2 separate regions of the Solanum lycopersicum genome follow, and region 1 is linked to region 2. Evidence: chromatin contacts called from public HiChIP or PLAC-seq data. All regions are on one chromosome and are shown on one strand. The core of a region is the stretch at or near the end of the contact, and the rest is flanking DNA. Distances in the headings are between cores, read along the strand shown.

What was found. HiChIP or PLAC-seq counts read pairs in DNA pulled down with a chosen protein or histone mark.
Region 1: a contact with region 2 is called in an RNA polymerase II HiChIP or PLAC-seq map of leaf, with 7 times the contacts expected there. The contact joins the enhancer-like site here to the promoter of ARF19A in region 2. A contact is called at or near these places in 1 of 1 promoter capture datasets (leaf), 6 of 8 Hi-C or Micro-C datasets (leaf and leaf mesophyll) and 1 of 1 datasets of contacts at active chromatin or transcription factors (leaf).

The regions. Positions count from the first base shown.
Region 1 is chr7:8,728,123-8,731,867 of SLM_r2.1, reverse strand. No RefSeq gene overlaps it. Among protein-coding and RNA genes, the nearest start is that of LOC101252789, 13 kb to the right of the region's middle. Within about 2 kb of position 2,262, at least 2 of the 2 cell types and tissues checked have open chromatin away from gene starts, as enhancers often do. A contact at or near this core is called in leaf, where this site is marked.
Region 2 is chr7:8,685,517-8,689,299 of SLM_r2.1, reverse strand. ARF19A (auxin response factor 19a) reads left to right here and starts at 2,066. Exons shown (of 13, transcript NM_001247811.2): 1 at 2,066-2,246; 2 at 2,830-2,942. The coding sequence starts at 2,180.

The DNA.
Region 1 (3,745 bases), core at 1,013-3,512, 42 kb before region 2:
GTTGGACTTTGTATTTTAGTTGTTTCAATCCAAGTTTTAATTAAGTAAATTATGATGCTTAATTTCCAACTGTGTGCTTAAGATTACAAAAATCTCCATAAATGTTATTATGACATCATGTCTTTCTTTCTCCTTTTTTTTTTCCAAGAATAAATCCTTATTGTTTTACACGATTTATTTATAAAATATATTTTATGAACTCATATGCTCCTTCTGTCTATTTTACTCGTCCAATATTAACTTTGCACGCCCCAACAAAAATAATAAATAAAATAATAATTTATTATATCGCCATTTGAATATACTAAGTTCAGTACTTTGAAGAAATATATTAACTGAGTGCTATAGTTGATAAAAATAAGGTGAATTAAGAACTACTAAGTGACAAAATTTTCTCTTGATAGTCTAAAATCAACAAGTAAAAACGAATATCTATTTTAGTATAATTACACTTAAAGTGAACAAAGAAATTAATAAGTTTTACTCTTTCCGTCCCAAAATGTGTCGTTTTAATTATTAAAAAAAGAAGTTGTCCCAAAATAATTGTGGTATTTTTAAATATCATCTTTCATTTTAAAATAAAAATTATCTTTTTAAAATACTCATAGTCCCTTATCGTTGGGTTAAAACTCAAAGTCATTCTAGATTTACAACATGAAGCAGTAATAATCTCTCATGTAAGATTGGTTCACTTTTAGTCCTTCCTCATATTCTTTTGCCTATTTTCTTACATTGATATTGTACATAATTTTATGTATAAGCTGTTCGGTGGTCTTTTATTATATATTTCATAGAAATAATAGCTCTTTAGGAGAGAAGGAAGAAGAACAGCATCTTATTTCGTTCGATGGAAATATTATTATAGTTAAACTTAGAACACCTTGACATATGAAAATTATTTTTTTTACTATTGTACATGAAAACGACATGATGAACTTCTCATTGTTAGCTACTTTAATATTTTTACCAAACAAAATAACTTGTCCCTCTTCTCACCTTTTCTTAGCTGGAGTTATAGTTTCTACCAAATATATAAAAAGGTGATTGAACATTTCATACATAAATTGTGAATAAAATTAATGTTGAAAAATAGATCAAAATTTGGGAAAGGCATATTAAAAGTGCACTTATATTGCACACAGAAACTATTACTGCTCCATATAAAAATTTAAAGATAATTTTAAATTTTAACTCAAAAATAAGAAATTATAATTTTCATAATCAAACATCTCCTCGATTAGACGCAACAACTTATAATAAGTAGGTAGCAGAAAATCTAAGGAAGATAGGAAGTTGAAAGGACACCAACTTTGAGCTTTGGCCTATCCTCATTCCTTTTACATATTTGGTTCCAAATCCTTTATTCTTTCTCACAATAATAAAGTTACTTTTGCAGGACTAAAATTTTTTTAAGAAAAGGTTAAGACTTTAGTTTTTGAATTTTGAGGACAAAACCTCTATTGACCTTTTCTTTTCAAAGAAAAGATTTCATGCACAACACATACTTTGAACAAAAGAATTCTTTTTCATTTGAAAATTGGTCATTGTCTAGATATATTGGATCAATAAGATTAGGATATTATCCCATTTCCACTCATATCACAACAACTAGTATGATATGGACCTTGTTGTGACTCTTTGCATGTCAACTTCATTTCTTGTCATTGCTTTAATGGGTCAAGGAATACAATTACCTAGAATATTAAGAGTGAGTTTAGCTAATCCATATTCAAATTAAACTTTGAATATAATCTTGCAAGAGAACATTGAAAAAATGATTGTAATTGGTATCTTGATCTCCTTGTGAAAATAGTACAATTACCTAGAATCTTAAGAGTGAGTTTAGCTAATTCATATTCAAATTAAACTTTGAATATAATCTTGCAAGAGAACATTGAAAAAATGATTGTAATTGGTATCTTGATCTCCTTGTGAAAATAGTATTTACTTTTATATATATATATATATATATATATATATATATATATATATATATATATATTGCTAAGCAGAGATCGAGTTAACAAATAAACTAAACATAGAAACGAGTGTACAAACATTATACATTGAACTCATGTCTCAAAGAACTTGGTTGATTGAACCGATTACATTTTAAATTCTGAATTCATCTCACTCCCCTCCCACACACTTGTTTTTTTATTTACTTTTTTATATAGGAGGTATTCTCTTGGTGTGAAGACAACATTGTCTCTATCATATATCAATTACATGTCCAAATCAAGTCAAGGAAACAATAACTTGACCTCTCCAAACCCCATAAATATAGGGTATACCCTACAAAAGAACCAAAGGGTTTGTCTAGATCAGTAGCACATGCATTATTTGATTATGATGAGTGATATCTATTCCTTTGAGCTGTCCTGTGGGATCCAAAACTTGGCAGCTATGTGTTTTTGCATTTAATGCTAATTTTGGCTACTTATAACAACTCTTCCATTCTGTTTATGTGGCCCTTGTTCTTCCTTTCAATCTTGTCTCAACCATATAATAAAAAGGAAAAACTATATAGACATACATCATAACTCCCATATATACCAGTGTTATCTATACTTTCAAAATGTTACGTATTTCGCCATTAATTGACAGTTTCATACTATATATTGAGGAAGATACACTTAGATACATGTATTTTTGCTACAAAATATACTAAAATAGAGAGAGAGACAAACGAGATTCGTTATGTATCTCAGATACATGCAGATCACCGTAGATACACATTGGATACATGTATCTGTATGGTAGATATCTTGTATGATTCACATAACTAGATACACAGGAGAGTGACCAACAAGATTCATTATGTATCTCAGATACATGCGGATCACACTACATACACAATAGATATATGTATTTGTATGGTATGTATCTGGTATGATCTACATGTATTTGGTATACAAGATACATAGGAGAGTGGAGAGCGAGAATTGTTATGTATCGCATTTGCATACGAATCCACTTACATACAATGTGTCTAGCTAGAACAAATTACACTTGATTTTGACCTCATATATCTTGAGATACATGTATCTAAACACACTAAAATTTCATAAGATACGTAATATTACAAACTTAAATGTATCTAAATAATTAACTCTTAAACGAGTAGAATATACTTTAATAATTTTCGTTCAACTAGTGTGCTCTTTTAGACATGCAGCGTATATATTCAAGAAAATTGTGAGTACCTAATTACCACTAGCAAAATATATTGATGTTGTATAGTTCTCTTCAAAATATTATCTTGTCTTATAATTTTTCCAATTAATGAAGCTTCATTTTGGACACTATACTATGAGAAGATGTGATCTAATTTTAATAGGATAATGCACAAGTACCCTCTCAATTTATGCCTGAAACTAAGCGACACACTTATACTATACTAAAGTCTTATTACCCCTTTGAACTTATTTTATTAATAATGTTTGATCCCTTTTAAGCCTACGTGGCACTATCTTGTGAGCCCAACGCTAGCTGACTTTTTTTTTCGAGCTAGTGCCACGTAGGATGAAAAGGGTAGAAAAATTACTTATAAAATAAGTCTAGGGGAATAATAGGACCTTAGTACAATATAAATGTGTTTATTAAATTTCGAGCGTAGGTTAAAAAGATACTTGTGCATTTTCTCAATTTTAATTGATGTAATCATTAAAACTAGGTCGTAGGTTGTAACACCAAAAAAAAAACTATATGATTTCATTACACATAATAAATACTTTCTTCATCT
Region 2 (3,783 bases), core at 817-3,316:
TAAATGAAAATCAAATTTTTTTTTAGTCTATAATATCTTGGATATTTATGAACAATTAAATTATAGAAAGAAGTTGGAAAAAGTTATAAATGGATCAAGAGGAATCTCTTCATCTGGAGATAGAAAGAAGACTGAGCTTTCATTTGGTTATAAAAATTTGTAATTGGAATTTTTTGGTCATGGAAAAATATTTTTAAAGTGAAATTTTGAAGTACGTTTGGTCATCAAAATTTTAAAATTCATCTTGAAATCGAATATAAGAATTTTTAAGAATTTGAAAAAGAAAAATTTTATTTTTCACTTTAAATTATTCACAAAAAGTCAAAGATAATTTCAGTTATAATTATAGCCATACACAACTACGACTTATAAATATTATTTTCTACTTAAAAAATATGTATATTTTTTAATTTTATAATAAAATATGATTCAACACCCACTAAAATTTTAAAACATGAAATAATGTTTGGATATGTTTTTTACTTAGAAGACTTTTTAAAAATTTATGAGTCGAAGCAAAATTTCTCCCAAAAATTAAACCAAAATTTGATAACTTAATATTTGATGAATAAAATTTTAAAATCTAATCAAATTTTATGATAAAATAAATTTTAAAAACTAAATTTTCAAAATATAATAAAAAATCTATAACCAAATGTTTACACATTAAAGAGAGCTATAATGATTTTTTTTTTAGAAGAATCACAAAAAGATAAAATAGAGTGGATGTGATTACTTCTCTTTCCTTTATTAAATTTCTTAAATTCAAACTGTAAATATAAAAAAGAATTCTTAATAGAAAACACTCTCTTAATAGAGCCTTATGTAATATAAATTAAAATTAATCAAATTCAGACAAAAATATCAAACATATATTAAACAATGTGATCATTATATTTGATCATATATTAAAAAAAAGAGTGAAATTTCAAAGTACTTTTGGTGATCAAAACTTTAAAATTCAACTAAAAATTGAGTATAAGAATTTTTAAGAATTCGAAAAATAAAAATATCTTCATTTTTATTTTTAAGTTATTCACAAAAAGTCAAAGATAACTTCATTTATAATTATAGTCATACACAATTCCAACTTATAAATATTATTTTTTCACTTTAAAAATATATATTTTTTCCATTTTATAATACAATACGATCAAACGCTCACTGAAATTTTAAAGCATGAAATCATGTTTGAGTGTGTTTTTTTACTTAGAAAACTTCTTAAAATTTTATGAGTCAAAGCAAAATTTCTCCCAAAAATTAAACATAAATTTGAAAACTTAATATTTAATGAACAAAATTTAAAATCTGATCAAAATTTCATGATCAAACAAGTTTTAAAACTAAATTTTCAAAATATAATTAAAAATCTATAACCAAACGCTTGCACATTAAAGAGAAGCTATAGAATCACCAAAAAATAGTGAACACCATTCATCCTCCTCTCTTAATCAATTATCTCAAATTCAAACTGTAAATATAAAAAAAATCATAATAAAAAACATACTCCTTAATAAAATCATATACAATACAAATCAAAATTAATCAAACTCCAACACAAATATCAAAACATCACTATAAAAAAAGAAAAAAGTGATCATCATATTTGATCGTATATTAAAAAAAAAAGATCATTATATTTAATCATACAGTATAAACAAGATAGAAATTATTACACATCCTTTTGTCAAGTTTCACCTCAATGGTCAACTTTGCTAGGCCATAACCAAGAAACACAAAATAAAATATAAAAAAAGAAAAAAAAACTATACATACATATATATATATATATATTATATATATTATTTATCCACACAAAGAATAGTAAGAGAAAGAGAAAAAGGGGCAAAAGCCATTTCCAAAGAGAAAAACAGAGCAAATTAGAGAGAGAAAAAGATAGTGTTTATGTGTTGTGTGCTCTGTGTCTGGTAAAAAAGGGGCCAATTTAAAGCTAAATTGCAGCATTTGGTCTCTCCAATTCTCTACACACACCTCTTTATTCACAAAACCCTTACTTTGTCTCCTTCACCCTTCTTATTTTCTCGTTTTCCGGTCACCGGAAAACGCACAATCGTCTTCCCGTCAGATCTAAAAGCTTAAAAAAAATGAATCTCCGGTGAAAATAATATCTGAAGTTTAATTTCAATTTTTTTTTGTTGATCGGAGAAAAGATAGAAAAATGAAAACACCGGTGAATACTGCCGGAGTTCAGCAGCAGCATACTGTTAACGGGAATCCTGGTGAAGGTCTGTCACTATGTTTTTGCCTTTGTATAAATATTATTATTAATTTTTTTTCTTAGGTATATACTTTCTCGATGCATTGTAACAATCGTTGAATCATCGAATAAATCAATTTCTCTCTCTCAATTTATTTATTTTTGTCTATTTCTTCAAAAGTGCATATTTTTTTTTCCTTTACACATGAAATTTTCCTGGAAAAATATTTTTTTTCTTTTCATTGCAAAGCAAAATGGAAACACTTGCGCGTTTGATAAAAGTTGCTCTCTCCATATACGTTCACTTTTAATTATCATAGTTTATTAATTTTTGAAGCCGGTATATTTTTTATATTTAAATTTATAGTATTTTCAATATAATTTTGAAATATTTAAATTTTTATTTTAAAAATTATATTAATTTAATTTTTGGAAATTAGATAAAAACAACAAATAATAAATAGATGGGAAAGTAATAAGCAACGCAAGTCTTTTTTTTCCTAAAAAAAAAAAGTGAGAAAAAAAATCTCATACTTTTTCAATTTATATTACCAGTAATTTATTTTTTTGGAAAATATTTTTTTTTTAATTTTTGTATTTGTTTATTGTAGTGGAGAAGAAAAGCATAAATCCAGAGCTATGGCAGGCCTGCGCCGGTCCTCTGGTGAACTTACCGGCAGCTGGGACCCACGTTGTTTATTTTCCACAAGGCCACAGTGAACAGGTCTAGTTTTATTTTCGCGATTAATAAAGTGGGTGAAAAATAATAATATTAAAATATAAATTTGATATAATAATGTGTCGGTAAAAATAAATTTTTTTATATGCGACTATTTGCTAACGTGAGCCGTTATGGTGCACAATTATTAAAAAAAAAATTCACTACCTTTGGTGTTACTATTTGATTTTGATAGTAGAAATGTATTTTTATGTCCATGTTCTAGTAAAGAGTAATTTATTTAATTTTTTTGTTGATCTATTATTGTATTATCTTTTTTGGTGTAACATGCAATTTGTGTCAGTATCTATAGTTGTATTTTATTGGAGAATTTGTTATTTGTTTATGTAAATGCTTACATGTGCACGTGCATACACTATGTATTTTACCACACGGTTTTAGAAAAAGAACAAAGATGAAAAAGATAGGAAACATCATCTTTTAGTATCTTTGACTATGATGTTGCCAAACAACTATGGTAGTGGGAATTGTTTAAGAGGAAAAAAATAATTTAAACTTTATGGTTTGGCTAAAGATAATAAAGGGTGAATCGAAAATGACTTTTCTAAGGATAGGGTCTGTGTACACTCTAGACACAAATAAAGATTGAAAAGAATTTTTAGAATTTCTTTACCAAACCGTAATGATGAGAAAGAAAATGCAGAACAAAGTGCGGCGGCTAATAAAGTGAGATGAAAATTATGATGATTGAAGCTTAAATTCTAGTAAAGACGAAAAAAGTTGGTTGATTTCTTCCGGTTTGTTTATGACTTGGTGGACAGAGTTACTCAGTAACATGTACTTTGTTGAATACGTGAGATGCATGCAGGTTTGACCTGAACACTGT